Linked DNA regions of Sus scrofa: regions 2, 3 and 4 are each linked to region 1. The links are chromatin contacts, called in public HiChIP or PLAC-seq and promoter capture Hi-C maps. All regions are on one chromosome and are shown on one strand. The core of a region is the stretch at or near the end of the contact, and the rest is flanking DNA. Distances in the headings are between cores, read along the strand shown.

Region 1 (3,240 bases), core at 567-3,066:
GAATTAAAACAATTGCAAATTCTAGGGTAGATTAGGAAAAAATACACAGGCCTTATTCTTTTGAAAATTCTTGAAAGACATTACAGTTCACTAGACAGCTATTCTAAAATTACTAAAGGTGTTGAGATTTTATGAGCTCAGAATACATTGATTCCTTCAGTACCCTTCCCACCTCTACCTCCCAAGTACTGTGGTACTTGAAGACAGAAATGAAGGCAATCAACTGTTCAGTGTTTATTACTACTTCACATATAGTTTCTTACAGAACATAAAGAGTATAGGAAAAATAGAAACATCTGGCATTTATCTTTTGTCTTCTGTGAGCGAATTTTCCCCCTTATTTAAAATTTAAGCTTAATCTCAATGTTCCTTGGACCATGCCTTAAATCCACAAAGCACAGACACCATTTTTTAATTGGTGCTGACAGAGAGGAAAATGTACTACAGTGTAACTTTCACAAACAGTAAGTTACATGTAAGCAATGTGAGAGCTGAGGAAGTTGTTTTAAGGCAAAGGGCAGAACCTGTTGCCTAAAATTAACAAGACTAAGGATTTAAGATAATCACAATCAGTTAAAGTAACACCAAGTAATTGAGTACTTCAGTATGATATTTTCACTGTGGTCAGGTGAAAATGCTTCATAATTTAGGTAAAATATTGAGTCTTGTAATAAACTACCTCCTTATGAGAAACTACAGAGTTCCTGTGGTATGTCATGGCAGAGAACATCGCTATACCTTATTCAGCCAAGGTTAGACTTCAGTAGGGAAGCAGGGATGGGCAATTCATGAGTCACGCAAGAAAGTATGTCATCTTGTAGAGATGAGTAGAGAATTTTAACAAGGGGTTTCGAATTCTTTGAAGAACGCACTAAGGAAATTCTGTTGGAGAGAAAATTTTCCATCTTACACGTGGAACCAAAACTCAAATTCTGACTGGAGCCTGGTGATTAGCACAACTAGGTGGAATAACCTAACTTTTCGCATAAGACACAATCCCAAAGCTTTAAGATACTGTCTATGCATATGGCACCAGGCATCACCTTTTCAAGCCCTCGCCGGCATAAAAAGTGGGCTGGACACCCAAACCATCACCCTACCCCCACAGGAAGTGAGTTACGGTCCCCCCTCCCCCAGGATGGCCTTCTTCCCCTCCCCCAACCGGAAGTGAGGCGCCCCCAGTTAGTCGGCCTCAAACAGACAAACCAATAATAACAGCAAAAGAGGGATGATCTTCAAGGGGTGAAGGGCAGCTCCACTGTGGCCACCCCCAAGGTTGCCTTGCTTACTGACCTGCTGAAGATAGGGACAGGCGGGGGCCTGGGGCCTAAAGAAAGTCCCTGGCACAGAGGACAATTCCCTGAGCCCCTCTCAATCGCCTTCACGCTTCTCACTCCGTCGTCTCACAGCTTGACAAAAATTCCTCCGCACTGCTTTATTTTGATGTCCTTTCCTTCCCTTTAGCTAATCGCTTAACCACCTTCCCATAGGTAACTTCCCTTATTGCAGCATTTAAGACTGTTCCAGTGAGGAGAGAAATCAAATATTATTCCCTATACCTTCAGAAAAATGAAGGGATTATTTTGTTCAAAGGCGGCGAAAGACTACGTGATTACGCAAGGTGAGACTTATTTTCGCGGAGGTTTCTGGGAGATGTAGTTTTTTAAAATTGCTAAGGCCTGCAGAAAGAATCAGGACTTAAAATTGCTAATTACTGTAGGCTGGAGTCCTTGAAGATACCTATTCTGTATTCGACAGCAGGCCGACCGAGGGGACTCTGGCATGAAAAGGGACAATACTTCACTCCCCTTTCCCTCTGGACCATAATAGACCTGAAATGTCCCTTCCCAGGATCGTAATAGACCTGAAATTTCCCTTCCCAGTCCTTATCGTCCGGCCCTCTTCCTTTGGCCACGCCCTCTTCAGCCAATCAGACCTCTCTCTAGAGCTCTTCCTCTGGAGGTAGGAACGCGAGAGGAGGGGCTTCATGGTGACTCCTCCCTCGGGGCTAAAGCGAGACAGGGAGAGGGCCTTGGGCCCGTGCGCGCGCGCGTGCTCGTTCAAGTAGCTCGGCGGCGAGTGCGCGCGCGGAGGGGAGGCGAGCTGGCTGGGAGGAGGCGGGCAGGCTGGTGGGCCGGGCGGGCGGCGAGCTGCGGGCAGCCGGGAGCGCGCGGTGGACTCGGCGGCGGCGAGTAGTTAGTTGTTGTTAGTCAGTGTCAGTTGCTCGGCGGCGACGGCTGCGGTCACCAGGAAGGATACGGGACGGCGAACGATGGTGGTCACCGCGGCGGCTTGTGCGCCCCTCAGGTAACAGAGATAGAGTTGTCCGCGTCCTCTCGCTTCCCTTCTCTCGCGCCGGCTTGTGGGACCAGGGTCGTTGCGGGGTGAGGGCGATGACCTGGGAGAATACGGGCGGGGCGGCGCGGGGTCCCGGTGGCGCCTCTGCGGGGGTTCTGGCGGTCAGAGCGTCCGGCCGGGCACAGGCTCTCTGGCCGCGGCCACCCCCGCGCCCCGCCGACCTCGGGGCCCGCGGCGCCGCGCGCCCCCTCGCGCCCCGGCCGCCTCCGCCCCCTCTTTCGGTGGCGGCGGAGGCGGCAGCCCCAGTAGCTCGGCGCCCCCCAGAGGAGGGAAAGTTGGGACCTGGCGGCGAGAGACGCCCCCGGGCGCGGCTGGAAGGCTGCTGGGGAAAGTGGAGCCTAGAGTAGTGAACGCTGTGAGGCTGGGGCAGGAAGGACTCCCCTTGCTCTTGCTAAGTGTGCCGGACAGCCACCTCCAAACCCGGGAGGATCTGGAGCAGCCTGGCCAGCAGCGCCAGGACGAAACCCGTTGGCTCTTTGCTCACTTCGCTCTGAGGTTTGTAAGACTCCTAAGATGCGGGTTATTTGGGGATTTCGAATTGTTTGTTGGATCAGTTTTGTTTCTCCCTTACCCTTTGACTCATCCGTTCTTACAACTTTTCTTACCTTCCGTGATGGGAAGCTGCTGTCTGAGCCCCCTTCTGTACCTCCTCCCGGTCGCCTGCACCATTCGCCTGAGAGCTTGATTTGGTCTTTTTCGTCCTTTGACTACGTTAAAAAAACTACTGAGAGCTACGGGAAAGAGGAGCCCTTCTACCTTTAAATGTTACTTTCTTGCAATCCGTTGTGTTTTTTAAGACAACCGTTTAGGAATTTGAGAGCTGTGGATTGGAGTTATTGGAAGACTGGCATTGAGGGGATAGGATAGTGACAAGTTAAAGGA
Region 2 (2,973 bases), core at 227-2,726, 320 kb after region 1:
TCGTGGTTCCTAGTCAGATTCGTTTCCGCTGCGCCATGATGGGGACTCCATGGTATCTTAAAATCTTAAGTTAGATGGTGTCACTGGCCTGCTCAAAGCTTTGTAGTATCTTTCCATCACACATGGCTTACTAGGCCCTTGATGATCTGGCCTTTCAGACTTCATCCTATGTTCTCCACTGACCTCCTGAACATCAGGCTCTTTAATGGTCCTTTCCTGTTGATCATGTTCCTGCCTCAGGGCCTTTGTATTTGCTATTCCCACCTTTGGGCTGTTCTTCGAAATATTCACATGTCCTGCTCACTCACTTCAGTTGGGTCTCCTCCAAGGCTCTCTCCTCTCAGAGGACCTCATTACTGTCTATTCCCTTTCTCTGAATTATTTTCTGTCACTACCCAATACCATGTCATAAGCCTACCTGCCTATCTGAAGGTCTACCTTCTCTACCAGAATGTAAGCTCCATGGGGGCAAGGATTTGTCTTGCTCATTGTAGAATACCCCCCATCTAGAACAGTGAGGCACAGAGATGGTGCTTGCAAAAAAGTTAATGAGTGAATAAATGGCTGCTGCTGTTTGGGGCAAATCAATAGAAGGCCGAGATGAAAAAGCACTGCTGAGAATGCCTGGGAAAGGTGATTAGGGAGATTGCAGGAAAATGAGATGATTAAGGACACGCAAATGAGCATCTTTAAGAGGAAATGTGAGGTTGCAATGGGCAGGAAAGAGTAAACAGTGACACTTTCGTGCGTGGCTGAGAATGTGCTTTCTGCTTTAGACCATTTACTCTCTGTGTGCCTCTGGCAAGTTTGTAAATCTTTCTAAGCCTCAATTACCCCGTCAGTAAAATGAGGCTGATAACCACAGTACCTCCCAACTAAAGCTGCGATGGAGGTTAAATGGGCAAATGGCCATAAAAGAGCCTGGCATGGGGTAGGCCCTCAATAATTAATTACTGTGGTTGATCCAAGATTGGGGTAAGAATGTGAAATGTTACAGTGTAAAAAGATGTTTCCATAATCCTAAATCTTGTTGTAAAATGCCCTACCCAGGAATAGACTTGACATGTTACCTTGCCCCCAGCCACACACCCACGCAAAAGTCTTCCCCCTTGCCAACTCCATCACCAGTCTTTTCTTTCCGACGACTCTTCCGAGAGCTAGCCTAGTCCTTTGCAAATAAGTTCTCCATAAATATTTGTTCATGTTCACTGCTCTCCCTACGCAATGCTTAGGTGTTAACTTTGTCAGGAAAATCTCGTTGAGGAGTATAAGATATTAGTGTTTCCGACCTCCTTGGGGGAGAAGGGTTAGGTAGAAAGACAGCGTTCTTAGGGCCCTGAATCATCAATAAAGCTGGCCTAGTAAACGCAGCTCAGTAGGGGAGGTTGGGTTTGGTCCTTTGGAACTTCCCTAATGAGCCATCTGCATCCAAGGGCGGCCAGAGGCCAAAAGGGCGCTGAGCTTTCGGCTCCTTTAAAAGGCATGGCCTCGCTGTAGCCGACAAGGGAGTGGTTGGGTAAAACTGCCTTCCGGGGGCGGGACTCGGTTGCCGGGGAGCTTCGCTGGGACCCTGCGGAGACTGCGGCGGCTGCGCGCAGCAGCGAGGTGCTTGCTGGGTCCGGGGTGCGCGACGGCGCCGGGGCTGCGGTGAACGTCTCGCAAGCCGTGCAGTTACTAGCCGGGAGGCGCCGTCGCCATTGCCGCCTCGCTCGGTGAGCGCATCCCGCTCGCCGAGCAGGGCCGCAGCCGACCGCCGGCGCCATGGGCCAGTGCGGCATCACCTCCTCCAAGACCGTACTGGTGTTTCTCAACCTCATCTTTTGGGTGAGTGGGGCCAGCGGGCGGGAAAGGGTGAGGGGCGGGCGGCGCAGCCCAAAGGAGGCCTCGGCTGAAGCGCCTGTGGGGCCCGGTGGGGACCCGCGCTGGGCTGGGGCTAGCGCTGAAGCGACGCGGCCCTGCGGCGGGGAGGCGCGGGGGCCGGGCCCCGGAGGCCGCTTCGCTAGGTCCCTCCCGGGTCGGGCTGAAAGCTCAGGACGTAGAGGGCCGAGAGGGGAAATTCTCGGGGGCTTCCGGTGGCCTCCGCTGTCGGTCCCGACGCCCTGGCTGGCTGGCTCTGTGCCAGGGGCCTGGCTCTGGGAGCCTCGGCCGAGGAACCCCGGCCTCCCCCTGGAGCAGCCTGCTGGACGGAGAGCTCTTGTTGCAGATTCTTTGAGGACATCAGGCTCGAAATAGGATATTCCCCAAAGGGCCGGGCTCCGCTTTCTTTGTCAGGGCCCGGAGTCCCCGCAGCTCCGGGGCAGCCCCGAGGCTTGTGGGCAAATGGTGCAGAAGTGCGGGGACGCTATCGGCTCGGGGTGAGGGATTTTGTCTTAGATCTCTGCATATGGAGAACTAGTTGGCTGGTTACCAGCCCAGAAAGGTTTAAACTTGAGAAGCCGAATAATCCTGTCACCAAGAAAATCAATCTATTTGGCCATGGGGGTGGGTAGCCTAAGATTATAAACCTTGGTTAAATATGACTCGAATGTCACAAGATCTTGAAAGCAATGAGTTCACTTTCAATAAACAGTGGCTTATGAATTTTTTGGACACGCCCCCATTTTAATTCGGGTCCTTATCTCACCAAGGACCTTTGTAACAGCCTGTGTTATTCCGGTCAGTTTCTCCACCCTCTAGTTCTTCTGGACATTGCACCAGGATAGATCTTATGAAGCATTTCTTACCTCAAATTACTTTATTTAAAAAGCAAAACCAAACCCTCCAAAAGCTTCAACTGAAGTTCTCATTCACCTTTCTTTTCTCACAATTGACCATGTTCTTAAACACTTGATGCCCTGGACACACTTCTCTGTCCCCTGGAACTTTCCCACTTCCCATACTTTTGTATGTCTCCATTCAACTCTTTCCCACACACATTCCTAAATCAGAAAGAATCCTTTCCTTCTCACACCCTTCGCCTGCCAACAATGGATG
Region 3 (2,980 bases), core at 305-2,804, 460 kb after region 1:
ATTTAGAATATTCTTTTAATAATCCATGCATTTGTTTCTGACTCTAGAACCTACTTAAGAGCACTCAGATTTTTTTTTTTTTTTAATGAAGGATATTAAAGACTGAATTAAGATCAGGAGATATGGATTCTAGTCCTGGCTTTGCCACTCATTTGAGCAAAACACTTACACCTCTGGGCTTCAGCTTCTTCATCTCTACAAAGAAAGGTGGACATAATGATTCCAAGACCCCTAACAGCTATAATAACTTGTGATAAACATAACTTGTATGCAACAGGTCTTTTTCTACTTGCTTGTAAAAAGAAACAAGTTCCAAAATGAAGCATGTATCAAAAGAGCAATAAACTACTTAATGCCTTAAGGTTTTTAGCATGCTTCTCTAAAATGAATCATACAGTTGATATTGATACAAAGTCATGTGAGAGGAACAGGGAGTTTGCTCTAGGTATGACTTGCATGTACCGTATGCAGGGTCAGTGATGTTAATGACACTACTGAGGAAAGCACAGTGTTACTCGATAGCCTACGTCTAAAGATCTCCAGGTGTAAAATCTATTCACCCATGTCCTTTTCCGCCTCTCACACAGTGCCTCTAATTGGTTGGAACACTAGCAATCTACACTCAACAGACACCCTGCTTAAGTGTTTGCATTTCTGCCTCCTGCAAAGGGATGTCTCCATTGTTAGTTGTGTAGGACGTCCTTACTTTCGGTGAGAAAGCCATCTGAGTCCAAGTCAATTTTCTTTATGATTGACTTCAGTCTTTTTTGTTGCTCTTCAGGGGCGAGTTTAACATATTCATCGACTTCTTCCTTTGGTGGGGGGGAGTAAGCGACACACAGGGGGGAGTCAAGCATTACTAGCAGGAGGGCAAAATGGTGGAGAAAAAGAGCTACCAGAAGCCTCTCTTACCGAGGGGCTTTGGGGTGATTCACACCTGCTCCCCAAGGTCCCTGCCCCCTACACACCCTCAGTGATCCTGCTCCTCGTTAAGGAGGGTAAAAGAGATCCTTCTGCTACCGGGCCACGCTATTTTCCTAGGCTTACACCCCCAGGGGTCCTCCTGAGAGTGAGTGGCGCCCCACCCGGCCCCCATTGTCAGGCTGCCTCAGCCAGGCCTCGCCCGGTCGCCCCCTTTGTCCCGGGACAAAGCCCGCGGCAGCAGCGGTGCAAGGCCCGGACCTCCCAGCCCGGGCCTGGCCGCCTCACCTGGCCGCCCAGCAGCGCCTCGCGGTCGTAGTCGGTGCGGTGCTCTCCCTGCGGGTAGTGCAGCTCTTCAGCCTCCCCGGCGCCGGCTGCCACGGCGCACAGCAGCAGCAGCCCCAGCGTGGCGGGCTTCGGGCCCAGCCGCATCGCGCCGGCCCGCCGCGGACACACACAGAGGTTCGGAGAGAGGGAAAGAGAGAGGCGGGCGGAGGCCCAGGCCGGCCGCGGCGCTGCGCAGGCGGCCGCAGAAAGGCGGCGCGGCGTACGTAAGGTGGGGGTAACGGAACGCGGAGGGGGTGGCGGCCGCCTTTCCAGGAGCTCACAGGCTGAGGCCCAAGCGACTACTGTGGAGGTACTGCTAAGGCCGAGGCCTATATAGCCCCGTCAGAGGGGCAGGGCGTCAGGCCGGGGCGCTGATTGGACCGCACTGCGCTGGGGGCGGGCCGCGGAGATTCTGCTGTAAGCTGCGGGCCTGGAGGCTTGGCTTGGAGGAGGCTTGGAGGAGGCTGAGGGGGCGGCCGGGAGCGGAGACACCCGCGGGTGCCTTTCGCTGCGCCACGACACCCTCCAAAAAACATCCCCCCCCCCACGTTACCTCCGCCCTCTTTCCGTCAGCCTGGTTCCTGCCAGAAGCTCCCTGTCCATGCCATGTGCCCGCACGGCTTCCATCAATGAGAAAGCCTAGAGATTTGGGTGAAGATGATACAATATCTAGGAAAATCTTTGCTTTGATGAACCAACAAACAGTATCCATTTCCCACAGCAGGACCAAAGAACCCAAGTATTGCAGCCAGACATTTGTATCTGATGCTCAATTTTGCAACTTCGCCAAATTGCTTGGCCTCTGAAACCTGTTTTGCTCCCTTTGTATGGGCATGGTAGTAAGACTACCTAAGAGTTGTGAGGATTAAATAAAATAATGTAATATAAAGTGTTCAATTAATGTAAGCTTACATCATGTGGGTAGAAAAGCAAAAGATGGTTGCGCAGAAGGAACAGCTTACTAAATACCTAGGAAAACTTTTGCAGGTAGAATGCATGTACACGTGGTTTCTATTCCATGTTTATCTACAGGCCTATGTGATTTCTGCACCTCATCCCAAGCTCTCTAAACTCAAAGAAATGTGTAGGCTGCAGCTTGAGCCCTTTTCTTTCATTGATTGCCCCACATAGGATCAGGCTTTTTCACACAGAAGAAAAGGCTTTCTGGGTCCTCTTTCGCTTCTTACCGCCTCTATTTGGACTGGGTGCGAGAGTTCTTTTCCAAACTGAAGTGGGTACGAATCAGACAAATTTCCTGGACCAGGCTGGAATTTTATTGTATTTAATCAGAAGCTATTGAAAAATTTGTAGAGCAAAAAGTAAGTTCAATGGGATCTTTCCAGTGTTATAAAGATCAACAGAGGATAAAGTTTTAAGTTTCAGAGTGTAAATATGGGCAACACTTCAGGGTTAATTTGTCTACAACAAACAATTAAAAAAAAAAAAAAGAGGAGTTCCCCTCGTGGCTGAGTGGTTAACGAGTCCGACTAGGAGCCATGAGGTTGTGGGTTCCATCCCTGGCCTCACTCAGTGGGTTAAGGATCCGGTGTTGCCCTGAACTGTGGTGTAGGTCGCAGAGGCGGCTCAGATCCCAAGTTGCTGCGGCTCTGGCGCAGGGCGGCGGCTGCAGAGCTCCGATTGGACCCCTAGCCTGGGAACCTCCATATGCCACGGGTGCCACCCTGAAAAGACAAAAAGAAAAAGGAAAAACCTTTTTCTCATATTTTAATTT
Region 4 (2,975 bases), core at 288-2,787, 290 kb after region 1:
ACTAAAACCTGGACAAGCGCTTGTCCTTTCAGCAGCTCTCCCACGCAGACCTGCCGGAGGTGGGGTGGGTAGTGGTTGCAGACATGGTTATATCTTGACCTCTAGGATGCATGCGCTCTTGGATGCTCCTCCCTGCTGACCTGGGCTGTATTTTTTCTTCATTCCCTCCCTAGATCGAGAAGACTGGGCATGGAAGGGGTGGCAAAGGCCTTGAGCCTTCCCCCAGAGCCAGCAAGGCTGTGGGTTTGCTGTGTGAGCTCGCCCCCTGGTGACCAGCCACCATGCAGACTTCCTGTCTTTGTATTGTGTGCTGGAGGTGTGGTTAGCTGGCTGTAACTAAGCCTCAGATCTCAGAGCTCTGCGGACAGTATGAGCAGGACAGGGCTTTGTACAGCATCATCTGCCACACAGTTCATATCTTTTGCTTGTTCCTTAAGGCATATGGTCACACACAGTGTCCTGACAAAGGCGGACAAGCTAATGTGCAGATGTTTCAGTAGAGAGAGGAGGCCACCAGGCTCAGGCAGGACGAGTCAGCAGTGGGCAGTGGCAGTGACAGCTGCCACATTATTAGAGTAGAATGGATGAAAGTGCAGACATGTAGACTCTAAATTTAGACCAGATTTTAGAGCTCTAAACCCCTTACCATGGATACTGTCTCCAGCCCAGTGTTTCTGCTTCTCTCCACTAGCAAGCGCTCTGGAATTTGCAGACATGGTATTTAAAGGATATTCCAGAAAAGTGATTGCCAGACTTTTATGCTGCTGAGAAGGCAGAACCCACATTGGTGTGGGCCTCAGAGCTCTCTCTGTTTCCTGGGCCTTGAGGGGTCAGCAGCAAAGCCAAGAAAAAGTCCCGAGGGACATGGCTTCTGCCTGCTCCAGCCTCAGCTTGCTTGCTGGAGAGGGGTCGGGGCATTAGCCTCCCTAGCTGTGAGTGCAGCACACGGGCTTCTGGAGGGAAAGAACCAAAGACAGAAACAAACAGCTGGGATGGAGAGGTCTCAACATCACAGAGATGGAGCACACTAGGCTTAGGTCAAGGTCTAATGCTCTGCTGGTCTGAGTAGCAACTGAGGCCCCTGAAGATACAGGCCTGGGTGGTGGGACCAGTTCAGGGTTGCCCAAGCCAGACTCCAAGTGAGGTAGAGCAAGGCCACCAATGGGATCACTCTGTCCTTTGGTATAACTGGAGAGAGACCTTGTTTCCCCCCCATCACCTCGCCCAGCATGGGATCCATCCCTTGCAATTCCATTAGCAGGTCCTCAGGAAGACCACTCTTCCCTTTGATGTGGGCTTGTCCAGAGGTGAGGGACCACTGACATCTGAATAGCGCCTTTGGCTCCCACAGGCCTGTAAACTGACTTCTTTCAACCCAGGCCACAAAGAATCTTGATTTCTTTCCCACCTGGCATTAACCATCACGAGAAGCTGTCCAGTTCCTGGCACTGAGTGTGTGCCCTCTGCTCTGGGAGCTCTTTGCCTGCTCTCCAAGGCCCAGTAAATTATGCTTCCTTTTAAGGGGGCCTGCGCTCTACGAGGGAAGGAATTTCGTTAGTGCCTCAGGAGCAGAGAACTGCAGGTGACGGATCACAGGTTGCCAGGAGGAACAGCTCAAGGTAATTAACAGCTGAAACTTAAAAATTGGATTTCACACAGTAGGGAGTGGGGGGAAGGTGGCAGGAAGGAATCCGTTGCCAAGGTCCAGTTCTCACAAATTTGCAAACCTCTGAGTGAAAACAGGCTGCCTGTGTGCAACCCCTGACCTCCTGGTGATTTTTAGATAACTCTTTTCTCACACACATATCCCAACTAACTCTTCCCTCACCCTCTGGAAGGTGTGTGAAAGCAACCAGAAGGCGGAGCTGCACTGGCGGTGGTCTCCGTTTGAGAGTGCAAGTGGGGCGCCTGGGCTTCTGGGGAATGTGCATGGTGAATGGGGCCTGGGGCCTCAGGAGTAGAGGGCTTTGCATCTCTGCCAAGTGGGAGCAGAGCTCTCTGCTCTGTGGGGCCATCAGCACCACCCACCACTCCCCAAGCTGGAGTCCTGGAACCAGGGTTGGAGGTTAGGCAGAGTGAAAACCTGCAGGCCTGCGCTTCATCGTTGGCCCGTCCTCTCCCCCTAAGCACCTCTCCTGCCTGCTCCATGCTGCCAGGGGCATATCTGAAACCATCCTACCCACGCTGCCACAGCCTTCCAGGACTAGGCCACTCATGCTCCCCAAGCTGAGGGCTCTACAGGCCTCCCTCCCTCAGGCTCTGAGCCGTTCAGGTTCATCCTCCTCAGCCTCCTGACACTGGGCCTGCTCCAGGGCTGGGCAGCCGGCCTTTGCCTCACACTGTGCAGCTGGCTCGGGCACTGCTCAAGCTGCTCGGAGAAGCCCCAGGCTGCGGCCGGTGGGAGGTGGGGGTGTTAACAGTAGCAGAGGTGAGAGTACCCTTCATCCTCACAACCATCCATGGAGAAGGCTCCAGGCTGCCCATCTCCACTCAACTAACCAGAGGCAGGCCTTAAACCCAGATCCGCACGCCTTCTAGTCAGTGCTCTTTCCTCTGCCCTGTAAGCAGCCAGGACACCAGAAGGACTGTAAGATCTCAAAGGGGAGCAAGGGAGAGCTCCTTGGTGCTGAACCAGCTTAATTTTATTTTCAAAACCCTATGAGGAGGGTTCTAGAATTACCCCTATTTTATCCATAAAAAGACAAGCCAGAGAGGTTTTGTTTACCCCAAATCCCTGGTGAGGGAGCTAAGATCTGTCCTCAGATGGTCCAGCGCCTCCTCCCAGTTCCCAGAGCTCATGGCCTTTCTCCCCCACCCTCCCTGCTGTTGCCCCAGAATTGTCAGTCCTGCCACCCAGTCAGGCTTGTCACTGACCAGACCCCAGCCAGCCCCCCGTCTGCCAGGCAGGCCTCCCGGCTGCTGTCCCATGCTTGGAGATTTCCCTGCCCACAATGTTTCTGTCCTTTTTCTCCCCT

The links. Promoter capture Hi-C pulls out the DNA fragments that hold promoters and counts their contacts. HiChIP or PLAC-seq counts read pairs in DNA pulled down with a chosen protein or histone mark.
Region 2: an H3K27ac HiChIP or PLAC-seq map of alveolar macrophages shows a contact between it and region 1. The contact joins the promoter of TSPAN3 here to the promoter of HMG20A in region 1. A contact is called at or near these places in 1 of 5 promoter capture datasets (liver) and 2 of 2 datasets of contacts at active chromatin or transcription factors (alveolar macrophages and skeletal muscle).
Region 3: a contact with region 1 is called in a promoter capture Hi-C map of fetal liver, with 2.3 times the contacts expected there. The contact joins the promoter of RCN2 here to the promoter of HMG20A in region 1. A contact is called at or near these places in 1 of 5 promoter capture datasets (fetal liver) and 2 of 47 Hi-C or Micro-C datasets (embryonic fibroblasts and heart right ventricle).
Region 4: a contact with region 1 is called in an H3K27ac HiChIP or PLAC-seq map of skeletal muscle. The contact joins the enhancer-like site here to the promoter of HMG20A in region 1. A contact is called at or near these places in 1 of 5 promoter capture datasets (liver), 3 of 47 Hi-C or Micro-C datasets (embryonic fibroblasts, epiblast stem cells and psoas muscle) and 2 of 2 datasets of contacts at active chromatin or transcription factors (alveolar macrophages and skeletal muscle).

Annotation. Positions count from the first base shown.
Region 1 is chr7:57,502,624-57,505,863 of Sscrofa11.1, reverse strand. HMG20A (high mobility group protein 20A) reads right to left here and starts at 1,816. Exons shown (of 11, transcript XM_021099019.1): 1 at 1,294-1,816; 2 at 739-882. It also overlaps a transcript of PEAK1 not described here.
Region 2 is chr7:57,186,018-57,188,990 of Sscrofa11.1, reverse strand. It overlaps TSPAN3 (tetraspanin 3), which reads left to right and starts at 1,476. Exons shown (of 7, transcript NM_001244196.1): 1 at 1,476-1,824. The coding sequence starts at 1,762.
Region 3 is chr7:57,039,450-57,042,429 of Sscrofa11.1, reverse strand. RCN2 (reticulocalbin 2) reads right to left here and starts at 1,554. Exons shown (of 7, transcript NM_001244184.1): 1 at 1,210-1,554; 2 at 707-812. The coding sequence starts at 1,353.
Region 4 is chr7:57,216,538-57,219,512 of Sscrofa11.1, reverse strand. It overlaps a transcript of PEAK1 not described here. Among named protein-coding and RNA genes, the nearest start is that of TSPAN3, 31 kb to the right of the region's middle. Within about 2 kb of position 1,537, at least 8 of the 83 cell types and tissues checked have an H3K27ac peak or open chromatin away from gene starts, as enhancers often do. A contact at or near this core is called in skeletal muscle, where this site is marked.